2 separate regions of the Hordeum vulgare genome follow, and region 2 is linked to region 1. Evidence: chromatin contacts called from public Hi-C data. All regions are on one chromosome and are shown on one strand. The core of a region is the stretch at or near the end of the contact, and the rest is flanking DNA. Distances in the headings are between cores, read along the strand shown. Region 1 has its middle 18 kb from the start of LOC123410451. Region 2 holds the start of LOC123434448 (protein RESPONSE TO LOW SULFUR 3-like).

Region 1 (6,350 bases), core at 2,435-4,934:
CTGATGCATAGCCTATTTTTGATGAACTGCTACTTTCAGTCCTGTACTTTAAATATGCTTAGTATAGGTGGAGCAGTCATCCCCTCTGACCCCGTAGATCAGTTGCCCCGCTTGTTTTCAAATCTCGATCTCTGATCGACGAGCCAGACCCGACACAGCACATTCACCCCCCTTTGTTGTACGACGCTACAGAGATACTATCGGGTACCGAGGGTGACACCTCATTAAGTACTCCTGATGATATCTCTGTAGTATAGCTAGTCGGTCGTGGTTATCGAGGGTGATTCCTCTTTCACCATTCTCGATGACGCCCCTGTCGTGCAACCCCTCAAGTGTGGGACCCCCGAGGGTGATTCCTCTAAGCCCACCTTGACGGGTACATCGTTCGGAATCCAACGAGGGTGATACCTCGGATTCCCCCCGATGTTACAACCACACAGTTACTCGACCATGTTACTGGGATCATTGGTGATTAGTTGTAAGACGGGTGGATTCCCGTGAGACTGTGTTGATGGCCTAATTAAAATGCTAATGGATTTGGGTATTTGATCTGGGTTGGTCGGAGACCTTTTCGCACTAACCGGCTACGCGGGAAGAATTATGGGTACTCGGTGTCGCGGTATCAGCCGAAGCTTTTCAGATGCCAGCAATGTAGCGGTGCGCGCCCGAGTGGTCCCGAGATGCATCGCGCTTGTGATTAAGGGATGCTAGGACTGACGTCGGCCGCCCACGCCATGTGCAGGAGCGTGAAGGGGGACTGGGCCCACGAACCCTTTGTGCTTAGGATTTAGACCGGCTGGCTGGCCTCTCTGATTAGTCTTAGGTGGGGCTGCGACGTGTCAATATTCCGAGGCCGGGCAGGACCCAGAAAAGTATGTCCGGCCAGAGTGTTATCGAGCGTGACGGGACATGTGGTGCACCCCTGCAGGGATGAAAATTAACTATTCGGATAGCCGTGTCCACGGTTACAGGACGACTTGGAGTTGTGCCCCGATCTTTTACAACTACAATTGTTACTTAACTGGAATTAGTTTGCCTCGGGATTGCTTCCTCGCAGGGAGTCGAGGGAGGATCTTTAGGCGTGACCTCACTTTAATATTGCTGCAACAATATGACTATTTATGTTTTACCCCTGTTCTACTCTCGTCTATTGCTGCAAGACCCTGAGGATGCTAGTCTTCGATAGGACTAGGCCTTCTCTCTCTATTCTCGCATTGCTGCAGTCAGTCCACATATAAACCCCCTTCTTTGATACTGATGCATAATTAGAATAGTTCTGATGTAAGACTTGCGAGTACTTTGGATGAGTACTCACCGCTGCTTTGCTCCCCCCTTGTCCCCTTGATCCATTTGCTGCGACCAGATGATGGAGCCCAGGAGATGGAGGTCCCCGCCGCCGACGACTGCTACCCCGACGGTGCCTACTACTACCTGGAGGCCGCTAGTGATCAGGAGTAGTTAGGAGGTTCCCAGGCAGGAGGCCTCGCCTCGTTCGATCGTTGTATCTTTTGTGCTAGCCTTCTCTAAGGCACCCCATGTTTTATGTCTGTACTCAGATATTTGTTGCTTCCGCTAACTCGTGTGTTTTTCGAGCTTTCGTATTCTAGCCCTCGAGGCCCCTGGCTTGTAATATGAAGCTGATGTTATTTTATTTGTGTCTAGAGTTGTGTTGTGATATCTCCCCGTGAGTCCTTGGGTTTGATCGTACGCATTTGCGTGTATGATTAGCGTACGATTAAGCCGAGGGCGTCACACCCACCCACCCGAGAGTGAGCCCAGTAGCCCTAGGGTGGCGCACCAACCCTTAGTGGGCTGGTGAGACCAGCCCAAGTGGGCTATGGGACCACAAGGAGAAAAAACCAAAGGAAAAGATAAAACAAGGAAAGATGGAGGTGGGAAGGAAGGAGTGCACTCCTTCCACCAAACCGAACTGGGGTGGGAGTCCATCTCCTCCCCTTCGGGCGGCGCCCTTGGGGCTCCCTTGATCCCCAAGGCTAGCCCATCCACTCCTCCTATATATATTGGTGGTTTTAGGGCTTTTGAGACACAACTATGTCACGTGCAACTTAAACATATACCACGTAGTTTTTCCTCTAGATCAGATTTCTGCGGAGCTCGGGCGAAGCCCTGCAGGGTATCATCACCACCACTGGCGTGCCGTCACGCTGTCGGAGAACTCATCTACTTCCCCGTCTCTCTTGCTGGATCAAGAAGGCAGAGATCGTCATCGAACTGTACGTGTGCTGAACGCAGAGGTGCCATCCGTTCGGCGCTAGATTGGAACGGATCGTGGGACGACGGTGATTTGAATCACGAAGCTGTACCACTACATCAACTGCGTTTCTTAACGCTTCCCGCTTAGCGATCTACAAGGGTATGTGGATCCAATCTTCCTCTCGTAGATGAACATAACCATGATAAGTCTTCGTGTGCGTAGAAATTTTTTGTTTCTCATGCAACGTTCCCCAACACCATTGAGGTCATTTCAACAATGGTTGCCAGATTGATCTAAGCATCCGTAATATTATCTAAAGGAGAGTCAACTTCGGCCGGTGTATTTTAGTTTGAGAATCCAAAATGTTATGTTTCTCAACACTAGAACTTGACTCGGCAACACAACTGGATAAAATAGCCCTGGCCCTGCATAAATCAGAAGTCAAGTAGTATATTAAGAAAAAGAAAATAGGCAATCAAGTTATGATCAAAAACTTACCAACGATTTATATTAAAAGTGGGAAGTTGAGTTGCCGATGAGGCGCCCGAAGATGGGGAAGATTCTTGAATTAAGGAAAAGTTAAAGATCGAGAGCCTGCTTTAAAAGAAGAAATGCCAGCTTGAAAAGAAGAGTTGGAAAAATTATTACCTAGACACGAGGCTTGCGAGCCGGTGGAGTATTTGAAAAGCCTGGGTCCAACGCGCCCACGTTACTCCGGTTCTTGCGTTTGGATTGACCAACAAGCTGCCTTCAAGAGAAAATTGGTATCTAAATGAGCAGCTTGATTCGACATCTTTACTTTCCGAACGGCTTGCCTGATCCTCCTTGCAACAATTTTTTTGAAGAACTGAAAGAAATTAGAATTACCTCAACATCGCCGTCTTTGCTGGCTTCAAAGTCGCCCTCAAGAGAAGGCATGTCAGCGAGATCAGCAAACAGGCAGCCAAGTAAGTCAAGTTGTACCTTAGATTGTTCTTTTCAAGATGAACCAAGAGTCGAGTCACCATGAACCGGATTGTTCCCGTGGCTCATGGAAGGAATATGCATTTGAGGTGTGACTTTCGAAAAGCTAGGCCTTCTAGCAGTCCGAGAGCGGACTGTTGGACATGGAAAAAACAAAAAGATCAGCCGCGATCGATCGTACACTAGTGTAGTGCATCTGTGTTATGAAAATGAAGCTCCGCACCACCGTACCTACAGATATTTTACCTTTTTATTTAAAATATGTCTAAAATGCAAATGCTTTTGTATGCTTTACATAAAGTTCGTCGTGTTTGCATTTTAGTGTTTTAAAATATTGTTGAAATTTATGTGAATAATCTTGATTGACGGCCGGCCGCGGACTGTTCCTTCCCTGTCCGTGGGAGAGATATTTGCAGGGTTAAAAATGCCGTTAGTTATCCTCATCCACACGTGACACCATGTCGGCAGACATGGGCGGTACATGAGCATTGAACATTGATGCACAGCTCATCAGGCGCACATTGATGCAAAGTCACGGGGGTTTCAGTTGGTGCATAAATTCAAGCCACAAGGTTGAAGCATTGTTGTCCGCCAACATGGCAGGATTCCTCTCCTGCTTGCTGGCTCAGGCTCTCCTTATCCTTATCCTACTAGCAGCGTTGGTCACTTCGAAGCCCGCCGAGGAAGGCCGAGCTCACTCTTGCTACACACCACCGGCGCCAGCACCGGCGTCTTCTGGCCAACGTGGCCAAATCCGCCAAACCCCAACAGCGCCACTGGGACCTCTTGGTCTGAGATCACCGCTCGGAGCTCCGCCCCCACCGGAATCAGCGCCGCACGGTCACTACGTGAGGCCGGCGCCACTCGAACCGCCGCCTCCGCCACCACCACTCTCGCCGCCGCCAGCCCACAACCAAGACGATCTTAATTAGCAGTACTATCACATGGGTGCAGCACTCCCACTTCCCCGCACTATCAGGATCGCCACAAATCTGCAGCTTGGAGTTTACTTTCAGTCTTGAGCCAATCTTCAATCAGCAATGTGACGATATGAATTTTTTAGTTCCCTTTGATCCGTGATAATTTTTCCCAGCACGTGTTGATATGAAACTGTTGCATGTGAATTCTTTGACACTTATCTTTCTCGAAGCGTTGTCTGGAAGAAGTCTTTGGGTGTCTACAGCTCAGTCGCTGGTTGCGTTGAGAAACATGTCATGTGCGCGCTCTAATAGCAAAGCCAGGCGCCCCAAGCTTTCCCAAATAAATGCAAATCTGTCAACTACCCCAGATTTTCAGTATAAGTTCAGATCATCACTGTTAGAGCAGCAGTGTCCATCTACCTTTTCTCTTTCGTCCAAGATGAGGCTGTTCTTCAAGCTTTTCGCCGTCTTGGCCATCATGGCTGCTCTGTCGGCCACAAATGTACCGTCGGCAGTTGGTGTGTGGGCGAGGACGCCGGGGAGAGCGCCACCTTCGCCGACGCCGTCCGCGCTTAGGGGGCGCGTGAAGCCGATTAATCCCGCGCCATCGCCACCGCCACCAGCGGAGATGGGCAGAGTGCGGCCATTGCGTTCACCGCTTCCGCCACCATCACCAAATCGCCAGCGAAGCGTCGGCTCTACGCAGTTTCCTCCACCACCATCACGGTGCCACTAGATCTACGCTTCGACTTAATATTGGTCTGTAAAGACCATTATTCTTTACCAGGAACGCTTCTGTAGACACAGTGCGATGAAACATGCTGGGATTCGTGCTTTACCCTTTTCTATCTTAATTTCTTTGCATTTGTAATATTATGTTTAGAAAAATAAACTTAACAGGTTAGTCTACGTTCAATACACTTAAGCTATTCATAGTGGGAAGTGTAATATACTACTCCCTCCATTCCTAAATATAAGTCTTTGTAGATATTTCACTAGAGGACTACATACAGAGCAAAATAAGTGAATCTCTACTTTAATATATGTCTACATACATCCGTACGTAATTTTTTAGTGAAAACTCTTAAAAGACTTATATTTAGAAATGAAGGGAGTAGTACCATGCATATGATATTTGGTTGTGTCAAAGCATCGTTTTTTATTATGTTATTATAGAAGCATTAATAATTTAAAATACAATCATGTCAATGCATTATTTTTTATGACTTGTATCTATGAAAATGCTCTTTCGAGGCCGAGCTACCTGGAGGCCGGTATCAAGTTCGTCCTTTTATTCGGATCAACTCGTATATCAGATAGGAGTCATTTAAAGATGCCATATTCTTCTTTATTGAACAGCAGCATCCCATTGAGATGAGGTCCAGTCACACGGTCAGGGCCATGTCTTCCTGGTGCTGTTGTTCTTCCTTCTCTCTGACTCCCCTTGCTCCTTCTACAAAATGTGAAGAAATTCAATCTCACTAACATGCAAGACCGGCCCATGAATAGATGCAATCATTCAACTAGCGAGGCAAAATGGATAATTCTGACCCCTGGATTGAAAGAACTTGCAAACTGAACCCTCCGCGGAAGAAATTCACCGAGCTGACCCTTTTATGTGGTGTCCGACGCCTAGGCGCCACACTACATTGTGTGACGCCTAAGGCTCAGGCGTTGCACACGCTGCAGTGTGGCGCCGAGCTCTTAAGCGCCACGCGTGCACTTAAGCAGCCACGAACTAGCCCCCTCCCCCAACCCCCTCCCCACTCGTTTTCCTCCAACCGACAGCAGCGGTGGCTGCCTCATCTCCTCATCTCAATCCTCTCTTCGAAATCCTTCAGATCTGTTGATTTCTTCCGTGGATTTATCCCCCAAACTTGTCTAGGAGGCAATCTCTTCCGTTTCCCATCTTTCTATCAAAAAAGTATTGCATATTTTTCAGATTTGTATTAGTTAGGTTGAGAGCCATGTTTTGATTGGATTTGAAATATAGATGAGGAGTTAGTCCTATTTTATGAATCCTAGATGAGTACTTTTGGTATATGACTATTCCTATGAGTGGATGGTGTGGATTTTATGAGGAAATGATTACATGGCTATTTTTTTAAGATGAGTAGATTCATATGAGTATTTTTTTAGCAATATGTAGATGAGTGGATGAGTAGATGACAATTCCTATATGTAGATGAGTACATGACTATTTCTATTTGAGTAGGATGAGTAGATGAATAATCCTATTCCTATATGTAAAT
Region 2 (6,350 bases), core at 1,028-3,527, 300 kb after region 1:
ACTTTGGTGTGATGACAATGTAACTACTAGAACTAATGATGGTTGTTATGATTTATCTCATGTCGTTGGTTCCTCGAGTATTTGTTGTGGAGATGATTAAAACACCTCCAATTCAAAAAGATCAAATGGCGCGGTTTTCTAGCGACTCGAAGCTTTTGTTTTGGTTTTATTTTATTCATAGGACGAGCACACTATCAATAAGGGTCAAGATAATTGAAAGTATGTGTGGGAACACTCAAAGCATAAACACTAGTCTTCCTGCACCTACCACCAAAAAGGATTTCTTTGCTCTTCATTTTTCATACGCTCGTTGCGCCCATAGAGAGTGTTCAAAGTTTCTGGACACCCCGTGTGCATGTGATAGTGTCCAATTCTCCGGACCCCCCGTATGGACGTGGTCTTAGCACCGTATGCACGGGGAAGTGCATATCCATTTGGACAATCCGTGCCCACAGGGTCTCAGGCCGTCGTACACACGAAGTAGTGATTTAGACTCTACACACTCCAAGCGCATGGGAGCAACTTGGCCCGTGCAGATGGGGTTCGTCGACAGGAGCGGTCACTTAGTGTGGGACACTATATAAGAGCACATTCTAACCCTACCCTTTTGCCTTGTGAGCTTCCACCATTCTCAAACCTCCATTGCTCATATCAATAAATCGCTCCACCCAAACACTTTGATACTTTGGGAATTGAGAGATCAAGGCCCGATCTATCACTTGACCAAACCTATTGGTGTTCCCCATAAGATTTCTTCACCAACAACTTGTACTATTGGAGCTTGGGCTCCTAGGCAGTCAGGGTTCCTCCGGATGCTTCCTTGGTTGTCATGTGCTTTTGTGACTATGTAAAGGTACGGTGGTCGTCTTCAAGACCAACCCCGAGGGATTTGAGGTTCATCCATTGGGGGTAACTTGAAGAGAATACACTGTGCCACTTGGTGGTGTTCCAGAGCCTTGGCATCGACAACGCTCCAACGTAGATTAGCACTTCCCCAAAGAAGTGTGAGCTTTGAGATAAAATATGCATCCCCGACTGACTGGTGGTCATTCCTTTCCGACACTTTACTTTGATTTCTATGCATCTTGGCTTGCTAATTATTTTTGCGTAGCTTACACTGGTTTGAGCTTGCTTGCCATATATGTTGTGTTCATCTAGTTGCATATATGGAGAACATATTTATCCGCAAATCCCTAAAATTGGTAATTAAATTTAAAATTTGTAGTCTTCTATGCACCACCCCCTCTTGTCGACCACATCGACCATTTCAATCGATGTAATGTATTTTCTTTGTTTATGCATGTGTGCATTTTATTTAGATTTAAATTGTAACATGCAGTATGCATGATACATGCTTCTCATGTCCCTGATGTCATTTCACATATCAATTTGATCTTATTTCACAAATTATTGGATAGTTTAGTTATCTAGTGTTTCAAAAGTGCATCTCATGGAAAAAATGCTTGAGAACGAGGCACGAGAGATCAGCCATTTGTCTAGGAGAATATCGCATGATAGTACCACCACTTATATGCTCTCATGATACCACTGTGAAATAGTTTAACTTTAAATGGTTTAAAAAAATCCCAAAACAATGTGAATGCTCAAAATACTTGCGCCTACAACCCCGGGAATATTAAGATCCAAATTCAAACTACAAAAGGAAGAAAAAATCAAGATGCGACTCATGATACCACTGTGAAATAGTTTTTGACACTGTTCATGTTTTTGTCTTTATTCACACTACTGATGCTGATTTTTTTCTTTCTTTTGATCCTCTATTTGTACTTTGAATTTGAATTTGAATTTTTAAGAGTTATAAACACATGTGTTGTGGACGTTTCGAAGAGTTTTAAGAAAGATTTAAACTTAACCCTTTTAAGTTGCAATCATGGGAGCACGTAAGCGATGGTATCAGCCAATATTCACCCTCGTCCGTGTCTCCAATAACCACCCTCCGACGCTCGATCGAACGGCCAGAATATGCTAGACAAATCAAGCAAAAGTTGTGGCTGCTGGTGTTTGAGTATCCATCTCCGGCCAGTGGCCACCAGGTTCACCTCTCAACCAGTAGGAAATGCAATAAGAGAGAGACGTACGGGCGAAGCATCGTATTATCAACGATGATGACCTCACCTTATACTCCATGTAGCTGCGCTGTACACGTGCGTCGACACCTAAACGTGCCCGATGGGTTCATTGAACCTGGACACATTCCCGCTTTCCCTCCGCAGCTGCAGCCGTCCCGAGCGGCCCGGCCTATATAAAAGGCGCCACAACCTGAAGAGAGCTCCAGATCCAACGAACTCGTAAACACGTCTGTGCATAGTGCTGTTGCATATACATATACAGTACATACTCTCCTCCACTCACCCCGAGAAGTTAGGAGGCATGGCGAGGAAGGCAGCGGCAGCGGCAGCGGCCATGGACGGCAAGAGCTCCGAGCTGGCGAGGGCCGTGGCGGAGGCGGAGGCGAGAGAGGAGCGGCTGCGGCGGGAGCTGGAGGCGGCGCTGGCGCGGGTGGCCGTGGCGGAGGAGGCCGAGGAGCGGCTGTGCGTGCAGCTGGGCGAGCTGGAGGCGGAGGCCATGACGCACGCCATGGAGTACCAGCAGCACGTCAGGGCGCTCTCCGAGAGGCTCGCCCTCATGGACGGCCTGCTCAGGTCCTCCGGCCTCCACGGCGCCGTCGTGCAATCCGGGCTTCACTGACGAACCGAGTCTCATCATGTGCTTCTCCTAGATTCTTAGTATATGTGCGATCAATCAAGGCTGTACTGGTTTTTAAATTTTCTCCTTTCTGTCTTGCGCGTGCGTTTCATGCCAGCCCGTGCGCGGTGGTGGCGTGTAGGATGTACATTTTTCTTCTTCTTGAGATGTACTAGTATATAGAGTAATGTCGTTTGTCAAACTGTTGGTAAGCATGTAAATATTGCCCCCGATCTGGTGCAAAGACGTATGCATTCATCTAATATCACACGCAATGACGCAACGGGATTCCTTGATAACGATCGAGCTTATTATGTCCACAAGCAAAATGAGATGATCACCCACACAACGATCCAACATCACGCATGCACATGGCCACGCGCGAGCTAAATCCATTGGCGCGGGTTGCGTCGCGCTGGAGGACCACCCGCAGAACGTTCCTTCTCTAAATCTTCCGTTGATTGAATTGTTCGATTTTCGGGTTTCACCATCCTTAGGAAAAGTCAGTTCCCAGGGGAAGCTGATGTTTCGATGTTCTTGACAAGTTCCTGGTTTTCCTTGCCTCCTTTGCTGCCAACATATTTTGGTTGAGAGATTGCTGGGCACGTTACCAAGCTGTGTGCTGCCAGCAATTTATACTCATTCTACTCTGCAATGCGTATGGTCTGCTACGGAGATCTTCAATCAATTTGAACCGACTAGATGGCCCTGCTAGAAAACGAGATGTCTGACGCCACACAGAAAACGACCGCACCAGCAGCTCAATTAAGCAACAAAGATAAGGAAACTTCGGACCAACACCATACAGCACAAAGTTGACTGATATAATGCAATTGGAAATGGAAATGGCAAATCAGGGACCTCGGATATTTGACAGCAGCACGCTGCACGCTGCATGCGTGTAATGAAAAAGAGAGGTACTCCTATGAAATGGAACATGGATCTTTTCATCCCGAAAATTGTCAATCTTCCAGGTAGCTGACTGGAGGTGTGAAATGGCCATGCTCTCCAGAAACCAAGACGATTCAACGGAATTGCCGTCAATCGCGGAAGTGTACAGACAAGAGGTATAGAAATTGATGAGCATATGACCTGACTTGTCTCCAATAGGGTGACTTGATCTTTAATCAGGAGTACTCCGTTCAGATACGCACCTGGAATCCAGGCTGGAAGCAAGAAAATGTCCTGTCTACATTCTTCATGAAACTTGGATAAAATCAATCAGTAAATCTTCTAGTACTCCTTCCAACTTCATGGAGATCTTTTATCTTCTAGTAGTTCGTCATGTTGAAGCTGTTTAGTTCACACTTCTAAAATCTTTCTAGAGAATTAAAGATAAATTTCCAACTTCAGATTCAACAGAAACAACTAAACAAATGTGAATTCCTCTTCGACTTTAGGTGGTTGCAGAGCTGGACATGAGACTCAAAGTGGCTAATTAACCATAGCCTTTTGGCGTAGAATAAAATCTAAAGCATGGCACAGAAGGTATGGAGCCCCACCATGAACACAAAGGAAGAACTTCTGGTGTAGGGGTTGCCACATGGATCTCACCAGCAAAGAATCCTAATACCATGTACATTGATGCATAGCACAAGTGGATCAACACAATAATCAAGGAAAGCATATCCAAACACCAAGAAGGAATATTCCATTATCACTGATCTGACATGACTAAACAACAAAGAAGGTGGCTATGGCTTGAAAACGAAAACCTAGCATTCTTTGTTTAACACTTTTATAACTCCAATAAACGTACCAACTTGTTTTCCTTCTTTTTTTCGAGGTACTTTTTCCTTCCTTTCTATTTCTAACAACACAACATAGACGCATACACAAATGCACATACACACACAAGAGTTAGTTTCAGAAAACTTTAGGATGATCTGAACCTTTGCAGATTATTTTAGCACGATCTGACCATTTTGGCAAACGCCCAGCCTTGTGACGTTTCTGCCTCACCTGGACACGCCAAAGTTGCCGGCATTTCTGGCCTGGCCAGTAGCTGTTGACCTCCTACGTGGCAGGGCAGAAACAGCAAACTGAGACGCGTTACTGAAAACGCCTCAGGCTTGGTGTTTTTGCCCAGTGAAGAAACGTCGGCAAGAGGCGTTTCCAGTAACACGGGCCCCGTGACCACTTATATATTCATGGCAGAAACTGTGGCTACTTTGGCGTGTCTATGAGAGGCAGAAACATCACGGGGCTTGTGTTACCAAAAGGATCAGATCATGCTAAAAAATCTGAAAGGTTCAGATCATGTTAAAGTTAGGCAAAAAGGTCAAAACAGCGATTTTGGCCCTAAAGCATCATGATTGAGGAACTGCCACTAGGAACTACAGTCACCTCGACTCTGACGTATTGTTGGTTCTCAAACATAGCAGCCTGTTACTCACAGCAGAGCTTTTGGCTTTTAGCTTTGCACACAGCAGAGTTTGAATTAACAGCATTGTGACTATGGTGAGCCTTTACTATATCCCTATATATTGTTCAAACAACTTTGGATATTGGTCATTGGATGAAGCTAATTAATCTGACAGTACAGATGTGGGGAATGCCGTTGGATATCGGATATTATCTTCACTCCATCGGGTTTTGCCGCATGTATAATCTAGAAGATTCCATGGATAAGCTTAAGCATAATGCACAAACCTTATAAGACAAACACTAAGATCCTCCATACTTTAACTCTCCAAACTTTTTTCTTCTAACTGAATGACCATTCCTTTTCTACTTTATGATTTACAATGAATACGCACAAACCTCACCATCATAGACACTCCTCATTTGTTCTAGACTCTTCATGTCAGCACATTCATAAAATTCATTTGTCTTTGAAGATGCAATACTGGCTACTCAAAACTGCAAATACAAGATACCTGAAGACAAATGATATATTTACATGAGTTACGTGTTATACCATGTAGTCTTGGAATATTGTATAGCTATAATTTGCTTTTGAATGGGATGAACTACGAGAATTAGACCTACATCTACATCATGCATATATAACTCGAAACCTATATGTTTACATCCTATAATTTGGTACATTGATATTCATTCATACTTTGGTTATCAAAGCTCCTATGTGCAGTGGTGTACCTTACTAGTAGTTTACTACTCCCTCCGTCCGAAAATACTTGTCATAGAAATGAATGTATCTAGATGTATTTTAGTTTTAGATACATTCATTTTTATCTATTTATGTGACAAGTAATTTCGGACGGAGGGATTAGTATGTAAACGGTAAACCAACAGCCCAAGTGCTGAGCTTCCTAGTATTACTGCATAAACACAGCTGAGGCGTAAAGCTATTCGGTTCTTAGCCACAAGAGTGGGCATGTGCAATGTTTGAAGAGTAGTTATAAGTACTTTTAGTCATGAACACAAACGGGGAAAAAAGACGCCCTACTTTCCATTATAACCAAATTGAGTACCACGAATTTGTCAAATGAAAAAAAAAACATGATTCTAGCACAACCTTGGCCGCTGGCCTGGAAATGATATTTGTTTGAGTGCATGGTCCATGACTTCATGTGATATGCCCAATTACTAAGGGTGCATCCAATGTTTATTCCTTATAAGCGTATGACTCTACATGATATGCCCAAATAGCAAGACAAGGACTTCTGTTATACTCCATA

What was found. A called contact is a pair of places that touch in the nucleus more often than the background predicts.
Region 2: a contact with region 1 is called in a Hi-C map of seedling, with 4 times the contacts expected there. The contact joins the promoter of LOC123434448 here to the enhancer-like site in region 1. A contact is called at or near these places in 1 of 6 Hi-C or Micro-C datasets (seedling) and 1 of 1 datasets of contacts at active chromatin or transcription factors (embryo).

Annotation. Positions count from the first base shown.
Region 1 is chr1H:333,351,232-333,357,581 of MorexV3_pseudomolecules_assembly, forward strand. No RefSeq gene overlaps it. Among protein-coding and RNA genes, the nearest start is that of LOC123410451, 18 kb to the right of the region's middle. Within about 2 kb of position 3,685, at least 2 of the 3 cell types and tissues checked have open chromatin away from gene starts, as enhancers often do. A contact at or near this core is called in seedling, where this site is marked.
Region 2 is chr1H:333,653,463-333,659,812 of MorexV3_pseudomolecules_assembly, forward strand. It overlaps LOC123434448 (protein RESPONSE TO LOW SULFUR 3-like), which reads left to right and starts at 2,278. Exons shown (of 1, transcript XM_045115513.1): 1 at 2,278-2,969. The coding sequence starts at 2,392. The coding sequence ends at 2,709. LOC123434464 (a long non-coding RNA gene) reads right to left here and starts at 5,831. Exons shown (of 2, transcript XR_006625753.1): 1 at 3,861-5,831; 2 at 3,447-3,712.